Linked DNA regions of Sus scrofa: region 2 is linked to region 1. Evidence: chromatin contacts called from public Hi-C data. All regions are on one chromosome and are shown on one strand. Each heading gives the region's core, a stretch centred on a gene start, on an enhancer-like site or on the middle of the called end of the contact. The rest is flanking DNA. Distances are from core to core; before and after follow the strand shown. Region 1 holds the start of MAF1 (repressor of RNA polymerase III transcription MAF1 homolog). Region 2 holds the start of PLEC (plectin).

The links. A called contact is a pair of places that touch in the nucleus more often than the background predicts.
Region 2: a Hi-C map of embryonic fibroblasts shows a contact between it and region 1, with 5 times the contacts expected there. The contact joins the promoter of PLEC here to the promoter of MAF1 in region 1. A contact is called at or near these places in 4 of 5 promoter capture datasets (fetal liver, fetal skeletal muscle and liver), 22 of 47 Hi-C or Micro-C datasets (alveolar macrophages, blood, brain and 12 more) and 2 of 2 datasets of contacts at active chromatin or transcription factors (alveolar macrophages and skeletal muscle).

Annotation. Positions count from the first base shown.
Region 1 is chr4:598,738-604,141 of Sscrofa11.1, forward strand. MAF1 (repressor of RNA polymerase III transcription MAF1 homolog) reads right to left here and starts at 1,783. Exons shown (of 8, transcript XM_003125444.4): 1 at 1,363-1,783; 2 at 479-605; 3 at 250-378; 4 at 8-173. The coding sequence starts at 561. It overlaps SHARPIN (sharpin), which reads left to right and starts at 1,961. Exons shown (of 9, transcript XM_003125446.6): 1 at 1,961-2,541; 2 at 2,821-2,995. The coding sequence starts at 2,344.
Region 2 is chr4:692,336-697,891 of Sscrofa11.1, forward strand. It overlaps PLEC (plectin), which reads left to right and starts at 4,020. Exons shown (of 35, transcript XM_021090372.1): 1 at 4,020-4,121; 2 at 5,358-5,556. The coding sequence starts at 5,364. PARP10 (poly [ADP-ribose] polymerase 10) reads left to right here. Exons shown (of 11, transcript XM_003125470.6): 9 at 2,795-2,969; 10 at 3,042-3,170; 11 at 3,173-3,473. The coding sequence ends at 3,378.

The DNA.
Region 1 (5,404 bases), core at 533-3,032:
CCCTCACCCAGCTGAGGCTGGGCTCCCTGCTGAACTCGTGGCTCCGGGCGGCGCTGAAGTCGTAGTCTGGCCGGAAAGACTCATTGAGCGTGGTGATCAGGTAGAAGAGGGTCTTGCGGCTGCATTTGTCACTGAGGGGGCTCTCATCCTCGCCACCCTGGCTCTTGCTCAGTCTGCACGGAGAGAAGCGTCAGCCGGCGCTGTCCTGCACGCCGCAGTGCCCCGTGGGCAGGCCCTGCCCCCTCTCACCTGCTGGGGCTGAGGCCCGAGGTCTGGGGTGGGGACAGGGCCTCCAGCACGTGCGGCTGGCCCTCCTGGCAGAACTGCTTGAACATGTGCTTGTCGTCTCCCGCCATCTTACAGGAGTAGCTCTCGATCCTGGAGATGCAGGCGGGACCATAGAGGACGCCACCCCCAGGTCAGGTCAGAGCCAGCGCGGCATGAGCTCTGCAACGCCAGCCCCGGGCCCCGGCCTCACCTGCCAATGATGTGGGCATCTCCCGTCTCCACGGTCAGCTGCGAGTTGATGGCCTCGAAGCTGGAGTTCTCCAACAGCTTCATGTCCTTGGGGCGGAGGGTCCTGTGCTTCGGGGGGCTCGTGCTGCCTGGGGATGGAAGGTCAGTCTGTGGGTATCTGGCCCTTGAGGCTCCACCTTCGGGCCCTCCTCCCACTGAGTGGCACCACCATAAACAAGCTGGGTTCCTCCTGCAGCCTGCTCCCAAGCCTTCAGCACTGGTGGAGGGAACAGATGCCCTTTCACTGAGACTGGCAAGTCCAGGCCCACCGCAGCCACACCTCCTGCACTTCACAGGAGTTCTTGGGCCAGGCTGGGGGACCAATGGGGGATCCTGTGCACCCTGGGGATGCTGGTTTAGTGTCTGCTCCAAGACTCCCCGTTCGAACTGAAGAGCCCCGCCCACCAAGGGGGGCACTGTGAGCCTGCGAAGGAACGAGACTCCTCCAGCCAAGCTCCTCAGCCAGGTAAAGAACCCGCAGCCGGTTCGGAACCAGGAGACCAGGGGCTCGGCCCTGCGGGCCACCTGGGTGCGGCGCTCTTCCCTATTCTACAGGCTGCCTTCTAGCAAAGGGGGAGAGAAAAACCCATGAGTTCCTGCTTCACTCCCCAAGGACGCCGGGGAGCAGAGGGAGGCCCCACGACCCCCCAAGGGCTTGTCAGCGGGGCCGCTAGGGCGCTCCCGGGTCGGCCGGGTCTAAGGGGAACCCCAGTCTAGCCACGCGAACTACAAATCCCAGGAAGCCGTGCGCCTCGAGACGCACGCACGCGCGCCAACGCAAAGCCTGCTGGGGGCTGTAGTTCCGGAGCCGCCGAGTCGGCGCCGGGCACAGGGGCGTTCGCCTACCTGCTTGCGCTGCGCTCAATCCGGTTGGGCCGGGTCGGACCGGGCCAGACAGGGCAGGTCGATAGGCGTCGGTGCGGGTGAGAAGGCGGTGCGGGCCCCGGACAGCGCGAGCTCCTCAGGACCGGAGGGCGGCGCCGCGGCCTCCTCTCGGGCCGCACTGTATCCGGGGGAAGAAGCTCCGCGGCGACGTCCCGTTACTCCCGGCCCTGCCGGCCCATCCGGGCTGCCACCGCGACATAGCCACGCCCCTGTACGGCGCCCGACTATCGCGACCGACCTGCCCGCCGACCGCCACAGAAGGCCTGAGCAGGCGAGCGAACGACCTCTGCCTCCCCGGGCCGGACAACAACAAGCGTCCGCCAGGTCCGGCCCCACGCGTCTGAATGGCCCGCTCCAGCCGCCGGGATCGGGAGCTCGCACAGCCATTCGGGGGTTTACCCGCCGCTCAGTCCTGTCTTATGCTCCTACTGGCTGTGGCGCCTGTCCATCATCCTCTCCGCCGTGCGAACACGCCTTCCCCGCTGGCGCTCATTGGCCACGACCCCCGCCGGCTCCGCCCCAGGTGGCTGCCGGGGTTCCCAGGAGGAGCTTGCGGACTAGTGAGGTGTGGGCAGGACCGGGAGGCGGGGCCCGCGGCTGGAGGTCGGCTAGAAGGGGCCTGGGAGCGGTGTCTGGCTTCAGCCAGACGCGGACCTCTGTGCTGCAGTCCCCGCCCGACCCTTTGGGGCCTTCCAGTCGTGGCCAGTGTTTTCATCCTTGACACTTTGCCCCGGGTACGGGCCTCCAGGCCCAGTCTCGCCCTCCCGAATCCGGAGACCCTCGGCCGTGTCCTTCCTGGGCGAAGCGGGCGGGTCGGGCTCCGACGCTTTGGCGGCGCCCGGAACCCCAGGCTCGCGGCTCCAGTTTCCGGCCGGCGGAGGCGCTCGGCCCCCCGAGGCCACGGAAGCGGGCTCAGGGGGCCGGGCCGAGGTCGGACCGGAGATGGCGCCTCCAGCGGGCGGCGCGGCCGCCTCCTCGGACCCGGGCTCGCCGGCGGTGCTCTTGGCCGTGCACGCCGCGGTGAGGCCGCTGGGCGCGGGGCCGGACGCCGAGGCGCAGCTGCGGAGGCTGCAGCTGAGCGCGGACCCCGAGCGACCGGGGCGCTTCCGGCTGGAGCTGCTGGGCGCGGGACACGGGGCGGTGAGTGGGAGCAGCCGCGGAGCCGCGGGGGCCAGGTCCTTCCGTTCGCCAGCAGCGCCCGGGAGCGGTTTTTTTCCTTGCTTCTGTTTACTCGCCCGTAGACTGGAGGTAACGCTGGTACCTCCCTTCATAGGACGACTGAGGAGGTTTCATAAGATAATACGAGTAAAGGGCTTAGGGCAGTGTCAGTGGTCTACACACGTTACCTCGTGTTCTTTTGATCATCTTGCAGTGTGCGCTGGGGGCGAGGCACTGAGCCCGGACTCTCCCCCTCCTCAGGTAGGTTTGGAGTGGCCCTTGGAGTCAGTTTACTACAACGTCCGAGGCCCCAGCCAGCATGAGCTGCAGCCTCCACCAGGAGGGCCTGGGACCCTCGGCCTGCACTTCACGGATCCGCAGGAAGCTCAGCGGTGGGCAGCCCTGGTCCGCAGTGCCACCATGGAAGGACAGAATGGTCAGTGCCCTGGATCGAAGATTCATTTGATTGGCCAGAGACTGTGTCAGTGCTAGGAGAAAATCGCAGTAGCCCAGTCCCCCAGGCCTGGGTAGGGGACTTAGTGATTAGTGGGAAAGCTAGACACTCCTTACCCACTGCTGAGGTTCTGGGGAGATACCCAGGAGGGAGAAAGTAAAGAGCTGGCGCTTGGGGTCCCAGGCAAGTGCAGAGGGCAGAGCAGGCGGGCCCTCGGGACCTGGGTGAGGAGCTAGACTGTCAGAAGCAATGGGAAGCTATTCAGCAGTAGAGTGACAGCCGCGATTCAAGCTACCTAAGACTGGGTGAGGTCTGAATGTATGTGAGTGCCAACAGGTAGGGCTGGAGAGAAGGAGGATGTTTCCAGCGATGCTTAGGAAACGGACTGGCTGGGTTTCATGGAGGTTTAAAAGATAGAGTTAGTGGTTGAGCCAGGAAGCTGCGAGGACCAGACACTGGAGCTTGTAGCCAGAGGGCCTGTCTGGAGGGCCTGGAGGTGTCAAGTTCTGGAACAGATGGGAGGGAAGGGAGGGAGGTGGATCTGGGCTGGAGCCCAGGCTTGGAAGAGGTAGAGGCTAGGGGTAGAAAAGGTCAACCAAGGTCACTAAGAGAGAGCAAAATGTGACAAGAAGCGGGTCCGGCAGGCACACGGTGCGTCAGGGAGAGTCCACAGATGCATCAGAAGAGCTGTGCGAGGGGTGGGAAGAAGAGCACACGTTGAGGGGAAGTGAGGTCGAGACAACATCATCCGCGGAGGGAGAAGGGCCTTTTTCTTTCATTCATTCACTCGTTCACTCACCAGGCGTGTATTCAGCACCACTAAGCACTCTTTTAAGGCCTCAGAGATCAAGTATGAAGCAAACTTTATTTTTTCTTTCTTTTTTAAATTTTTTTCTTTTTAAAAATTTTTTTCTTTTTTGAAGCGAACTTTTTTCTTTTGTTTTCTTTTTTCCGCCACTGTATAGCATGGGGATCAAGTTACTCTTACATGCATACATTTTTTTTCCCCACCCTTTGTTCTGTTGCAATATGAGTATCTAGACATAGTTCTCAATGCTACTCAGCAGGATCTCCTTGAAAATCTTTCTAAGTTGTGTCTGATAACCCGAAGCTCTCGATCCTTCCCACTCCCTCCCCCTCCCGTCGGGCAGCCACAAGTCTATTCTCCAAGTGCATGATTTTCTTTTCTGAGGAGATGTTCATTTGTGCTGGATATTAGATTCCAGTCGTAAGTGATATCATATGGTATTTATCTTTGTCTTTCTGACTCATTTCACTCAGTATGAGAGTCTCTAGTTCCATCCATGTTGCTGCAAATGGCATTATGTCGTTCTTTTTTATGGCTGAGTAGTATTCCATTGTGTATCTATACCACATCTTCCGAATCCAATCGTCTGTCGATGGACATTTGGGTTGTTTCCACGTCCTGGCTATTGTGAATAGTGCTGCAATGAACATGCGGGTGCATGTGTTTCTTTTAAGTAGAGTTTTGTCTGGATAGATGCCCAAGAGTGGGATTGCAGGGTCATATGGAAGTTCTATGTATAGATTTCTAAGGTATCTCCAAACTGTTCTCCATAGTGGCTGTACCAGTTTACATTCCCACCAACAGTGCAGAAGGGTTCCCTTTTCTCCACAGCCCCTCCAGCACTTGTTATCTGTGGACTTATTAATGATGGCCATTCTGACTGGTGTGAGGTGGTATCTCATGGTAGTTTTGATTTGCATTTCTCTTATAATCAGCGATGTTGAGCGTGTTTTCATGTGTTTGCTGGCCATTTGCATGTCTTCCTTGGAGAACAGTCTGTTCAGGTCTTTTGCCCATTTTTCCATTGGTTGATTGGCTTTTTTGCTGTTGGGTTGTGTAAGTTGCTTATATATTCTGGAGATTAAGCCCTTGTCCGTGGCATCGTTTGAAACTATTTTCTCCCCTTCTGTAAGTTGTCTTTTTGTTCTCTTTTTGGTTTCCTGAAGCAAACTCTAAATTCCTGTTCTCTTGGAGCTTACGTTCCTAGAGGAGAGGCAGCCATACACATTCACCAGGCCTGGAGCTGGGTGCTCCTGAGCAGAGACTGCAGCATATGCCCGGGACGGGCACCAGCTGGAGAGGTTTTGTTTGGAGTGACAGCAGCCTGAGGTGTTTCCTGCTGATGGTAGAGCCCAGAGAGACACCAGGGGGAGCCCCCCTCACTCTGGGCTCCTGGTGAGCAGGAGGGGCAGGCTCCTTCTGAGGACCTGCTTTGGTTGTGCTGCGAGGCCAAAGGAGCATCCTGGCTGGCTGAGAGAAGCGGCCTGGCCTCTGTAGAGGAGGGGCGTGGGGGGGGACTGGGCCGCAGAAGGGACCAGAAGGACTCCAGAGCCCAAGGAGAGGCCAAATGCCACTCTGAGCCG
Region 2 (5,556 bases), core at 2,770-5,269, 96 kb after region 1:
GCCGGCCTCTGGCCTCCTGGGCTCCTGGCACCATTTTGCCTTGTAGAGCGCGTGGGCCGTCACCCTGCCCGTGTCAGGGTCAGCAGCCAGAAGTTGCCCTGTAGGCTGGAAACGGAGGGGGGCAGGGGACCCTGGGACTCCCCAGCCCCGTTCCCTGCCTGAAGGGTGTTCACAATTCTGGGACGGGGAGGCAGAGGGCTGCAGAGGCTGGGGAGGATGCAGTCCCCGCACAGGTCCCACTGTGCCAGTTAGAGCCAGTTTCCGCCTCTGGAGCACGGGGTGGTGATGCCATCTAGGGGCTACTGTGAGGATTACGCAGTCCGCGCATCGGACCCAGGGCTGCTCCAGCTGCAAGAAGGCTTGCCCCAGCGGGGCAGCCTCCTCCTACGCTTTCACCTTCGAGATGTGGCAACTCCGAGCACACGTGTGTTTCAGAAAAGGGTGCGAACAACTGGCAGTGGGGGTATAATGAAACTCTGGGAGCCCCAGGAGCCCTGGCTGTCCAGGCAGGAAGGGAGAAGAGGCTGAGGAGGCGAGGCTGGCAAGGCAACAGGGGATGCTGGAGGCAGCCCGGTCTAGAGTGTCTGCCTGGCCAGAAGGAGGCACTGGGGAGGAGCCTTGCCGCCTGGTCTGCCCAGGAGCAAGTGTGAGGGCGGTGCCCGGAGGCAAGGGTCACCGGGGAGAGGAAGGGCCGCGTCTGAGAAGGCGCTGGCTCCCGAAGCGAAGAAGCTGTGAGAGAGCCGTGGAGCTGAGTGCCTGGCCGAGGACGCGTCCTGGCGGCTGAGAGCTGGGCGGCCCTCTTGACCTGATGCACAAAACTGGGGGGGTTGGGCCCGGAGAAATGCAGACCCCCAGGCTCTTCCCACACCAGGCCGCACCCAGCAGCAGCAGCAGCAGCACCACTGCCGCTCTCCGGGAGGCGACCACTGCACCTCTGGGTGGAGGCCTGTCCCTCCATTTCTGGCCTCAGCAGCGGGCGCTTCTGCCCCTTGGAGAGGAGGGCGGGCTGCACTCATGCCCTGGACTCCTCTTGGGGTCTGTTGGCATCTGCTCTTGATTCTCTAGCAGGACCTTTGTGACTTTACATGGTGCGCCTGAGTCTTTTTCCACTGGACAGTTTTAGAGACTGTTTCTTGCCTCCCCGCTCAGAAGAGGAGGCGAATGGGCTTCCCTCCGCCCTTCGCCTCCTCCTCCCTCTTCCATCTCACACTTTGTCAGTGACCTTATTTTTATGTTGACGAGGTTGACGCAAACATCTTCTGTTCGGTGCCTGTCATGAGGCTGCATGCTCGGGCCATCGGTTGGTGGATATATAACGATAATGAAAAAATATTTACCTTTGGACCCTAGGAGAGGAAAGGGAAATGAAATCCTAGTTATTAAAACCATGTTGCATGAAAGAGAATATTCTAGGAGTCTAGGACTAATGGCTCCTAATTTTGTTTGTTGGCTTTCTTCATTTTTCTGTGTGGTTGCTCTTGGCGACCCTGTCACCCTCTTGCACAGGTTCCTTTTCTGTTTCGTAGTCTCTCCTTGAGTGTGTAGTAAACACCTCGGACTTTGACGTTTATTTTGCCTTTTACGATTAGACATAATTTGCAACTGTGATTTGATATTGGTGTATTTTTAAAACAAAAGACGCTATGTGTTGGGAGTTCCCGTCGTGGTGCAGCAGAAACGAATCTGACTAGGACCCATGAGGTTGTGGGTTCGATTCCTGGCCTCGTTCAGTGGGTTAAGGATCCGGTGTTGCCGAGAGCTGTGGTGTAGCTCGCAGATGCGGCTTGGATCCCCATGTTGCTGTGCCTGTGGTGTAGGCTGGCAGCTGTAGCTCTGATTCAACCCCTAGCCTGGGAACCTCCGTATATTGCAAATGTGGCCCTAAAAAGAAAGGAAGGGAGGAAGGGAGGGGAGGGAGGAAGGAAGGAAAGTCCTTCTGGGATGTCTTAGCCTCCAGCATCGGTGGTGAGGAGCAGGGAGGAGAATGCGAGGGTGTTTCCCACACGGGTACGTTGACTGGGAGGGGTGGACCCCTGTGGAGTTTTCTTTCGCTTTGAAGGTGAATTTCCCAGCGGGCAGGTCCGGGGGTGCCTCTCCCCACCGTCCTTCCTGGCGTTTGGTGGCAAGGTCCTTTCCCCCTGCATTGCCTCGCACTGCGCCCATCACTCGTCAGCTTCTGGAGCTCCCTACAGGTTTCCTTCAGATCTTTGAAAGACTTCACCTTTTCTGTCAAAGTCTTTCTTTGGAAGCCGGCTCTTTTCTCTGAGTCCCTTCCTGAGCTCGTCTTCATCGTCATCACCCACTGGATGCAGCTCAGCCATCAGTTCTTGATGCAGGAAGGCTCAGACCGCTTCTGTTTCACAGCAGGCAGTCTTGCTTCTTTTGCATCCCCCCCTGCCCCCGCAAGTGACTAGTTAGAATTTCTTTAGAATCTAGTTCCTGGTCCTCAAGTTGGCTCCCCTCCGGCTGCCTGTTGGGTTGGCCGCCGGGTCTCCCATCTCTGAGGTCCAGGGCATCTCTGGGGCACTGGGGGTGCAATCCTGCGCTGCAGGCACGGGGCTCTGCTTTTCCCGCAGAGGCCCGGTTGTAGGTGCGGGGTGCCGATGAGCGGCTGGGGCGCCCACCCACAGGCCTCCCTGGACGCCCTCTAGTGCCCCGTGGGGCCCCGTGGAGGTGGCTGACCTCGGCCCAGCGTCTGCCGCGCCCGCAGGTCTCCCCAGGCCCGGAACGCCTCCCGATTTCCCGAGGCGTGGAGGGCCCCACGAGCGTGGCTCTGACCGTGGCCGCCCCCCAGGTGGAGCGTGTGTTGCACCCGCTGCTGCAGCGGCAGTACGAGCTGCATCGGGATCGCCTGGAGCAGTGCTGCGAGCGGCGCCCGGCGGAGCAGGTCCTGTACCACGGCACCGCGGGGGCCACTGTCCCAGACATCTGCGCGCACGGCTTCAATCGCAGCTTCTGCGGCCGCAACGGTGAGGCCAGGGACCCCGCGGGGCGTGGGCTCTGCCGGGCGGGAGCCCCTGACCCCTCCCGTCCCGCCGCAGGTACGCTCTACGGGCAGGGCGTGTACTTCGCCAAGCGCGCCTCCCTGTCGGTGCAGGACCGCTACTCGCCCCCCGACGCCGAGGGCCACAAGGCGGTGTTTGTCGCGCGGGTGCTGACCGGCGACTACGGCAGGGCTGCCGCGGGCTGCGGGCCCCCCCTCTGCGGGCCCCGGGCCACGTGCCCCTGCGCTACGACAGCGCGGTGGACAGCCTCCGCCAGCCCAGCATCTTCGTCATCTTTCACGACACCCAGGCGCTGCCCACCCACCTCATCACTTGCAGGCACACCGCCGGGCCTCCCCCCGCAGGGCTCCCGGGCGACTCGACCCGAGCCTAGGGGCCCCCTCGGCCCCGCCTCTGTCCTCCTGCTCCCGGCTCCGCCCGGCCCTGCAGCCCCCTCCGCTGCCGGAGCCGCCCCTGGGGGCCCCCCTGCCCCCCTGTCGTGCTGCCGGTAAGGGCGGCGGGATGGGCAGAGCTGGGCCGTGTCCCCGCCGGGGCGGCCCAACCACCAGGGGTCAGCAGAGCACCAGGTGGGCCGGCCCGCCGCCTCCCGTCTCGGGCGCGACTGTGTCCTTTGAATAAACGTGTCCGTGAAACCCGGCGGGGAGCCTGCTGGAGCTCGGGTCCGACCTCTGCTTGGGGGTGGGGGGCAACCTCGGCGGGGCCAGGGTCGGGGGACCGAGGCCGCCGCTACTTCGGGGCGGCCCTGGGCAGCGGGCCAGGCCGGACTCGGCGCGCACTCGAGCGACCCCACGTCGCCTGGTGTCACGCACGCGCCCCGACACCGTCTCCTTGCCGACCGGCCGCCCTCGGCGCCCCGGGAGTGGGCCGAGAGCGGCCGCAGGGGTGCGCGCGGCGGGGGCGCTGCCTTCGCGCTCCGGGCCCGCTCCAGCCCCGCTGCCTGGGGGAGCCGCGGGCCCCGCGCGCACTCGGGCGCCGCGACCGCACGGGCGGCGCTCGGTTTGGGGCCTGGGCGGGGCTCCGGGCTCGCCCCGCCCGCGCAGCCTGCGCAGCCAGCCCGGCACCCGCAGTCAGGAGGCACCGGCCGAGCCCGCGGAGCTGAGCCACCGGACCCGGCACGTAAGACCGGGGCCCGGGCGGAGAGGCGCGCTGCGTGTGGGCTGGGGGCTCTCCCGCCGCGGGCATCCCGGAACCGGAGGCTGCCTCGCGGCCCATCCTCCCTCGGGAGGACGCCGCCTCCGCGCGGAGACTGCGGAACTGGACGGGCGGTGCCCGGGGTGTGGGCAGGAAGGGCTGCTGGGGAGGTGCGGCTGACAGCCGGACCCCGCGCGGGGGCCCGGAGCAGAGGCTGCCTGCCGAGGCGCCGGTGGGAGGCGGGGCGGGGGGCGTCCGCCTTCTCGTCCCCAGCCCTTAGCTTGAGGGCGGAGGCACAGAGCCCACATTGTGCCCCCACACCACCCTCCGCCGCCGGGACAGAGCCCCCATTCACCTCCTGCACGCCGGCGCTTGTGGGGACGGGGGGGGGGGGACGGGGCGCCGAGGAGCGTGCACGCGTGCACGAGGGCGCGCTTTGGCAGCCCAGGGGGGTGCGGGGGCGCGAGCTGCACCGGGTGGGCCGCTGGAGGGGCGGCCCGGGCTCCCTCCCAGCCCTGGCGCAGCAGAGCTGGGCGGCCCACGCTGATGCGGCTCCAGCTATTTATAGGCCTTCACTGCGGAGACCAAGGTGGGACTGCGCTAGGGCTGGGGTACGGCGCCCGGCAGCCCTATGCGCTCAGACAGCTTGGAGGCAGAGTGTCCGGGGTGTGGGGTCTGGATTCTTCCCTGCAGGCCGGGGGAGGGGAGAGGCAGCAGCCGGGGGTTGCCAGCGGCCTGGTTTGCCTACTGACCCGAGGATTAGAGGAGACAGGGTCCAGGTTTGGGACGGAGGGGGTGGCGGGTGAGATCCGTGTCCCCTAATGGGATGAGCCGGCCCCTGGGTGACAGCGAGGAGGGGTCGGTGTTTGGGTGACTAAGAGAAGGGAGTAGCAGTGAATGTTGGGCAGCAGGCGTCCGTGTCCTTGTGAGAGCCTGGAGGGAGGGAGGTCAGTGTCTTGGGGGAGAGGTCCCTGTGATGGCGTCTGAGGAAGGGGCTGGAGGGGTGAGGCCAGTTGAGATGGGGGAGAGGGTTGTCAGTGTCCTGCTTGGGAGGGAGGGGCGTCAGTACACAGACGAGATGGGACACGGCGCAAGTGTGGGTGTCCGTGTCCAGATGCTGGGGTGGATGGGGCGGGGTCAAGGTCCCGGTCAAGAACGTGGTGGGTTGGTATGCAGTTACCCCCCCGTACCCCAAGGTGTGACCTCCTGCTCCCTCTCCAGAAGGCCATGTCAGGCGAGGACCACGAGGTTCGGGCCACAGTGGAGGATGGCTCCAACGGCGGCAGCGGCTCGCCCAGCCCCGGGGACACACTGCCCTGGAACCTGGAGAAAACACAGCGGAGCCGCCGAAGCGGAGGCGGCCCTGGGGGTAACGGGAGCGTCTTGGACCCTGCTGAGCGGGCAGTCATCCGCATTGCAG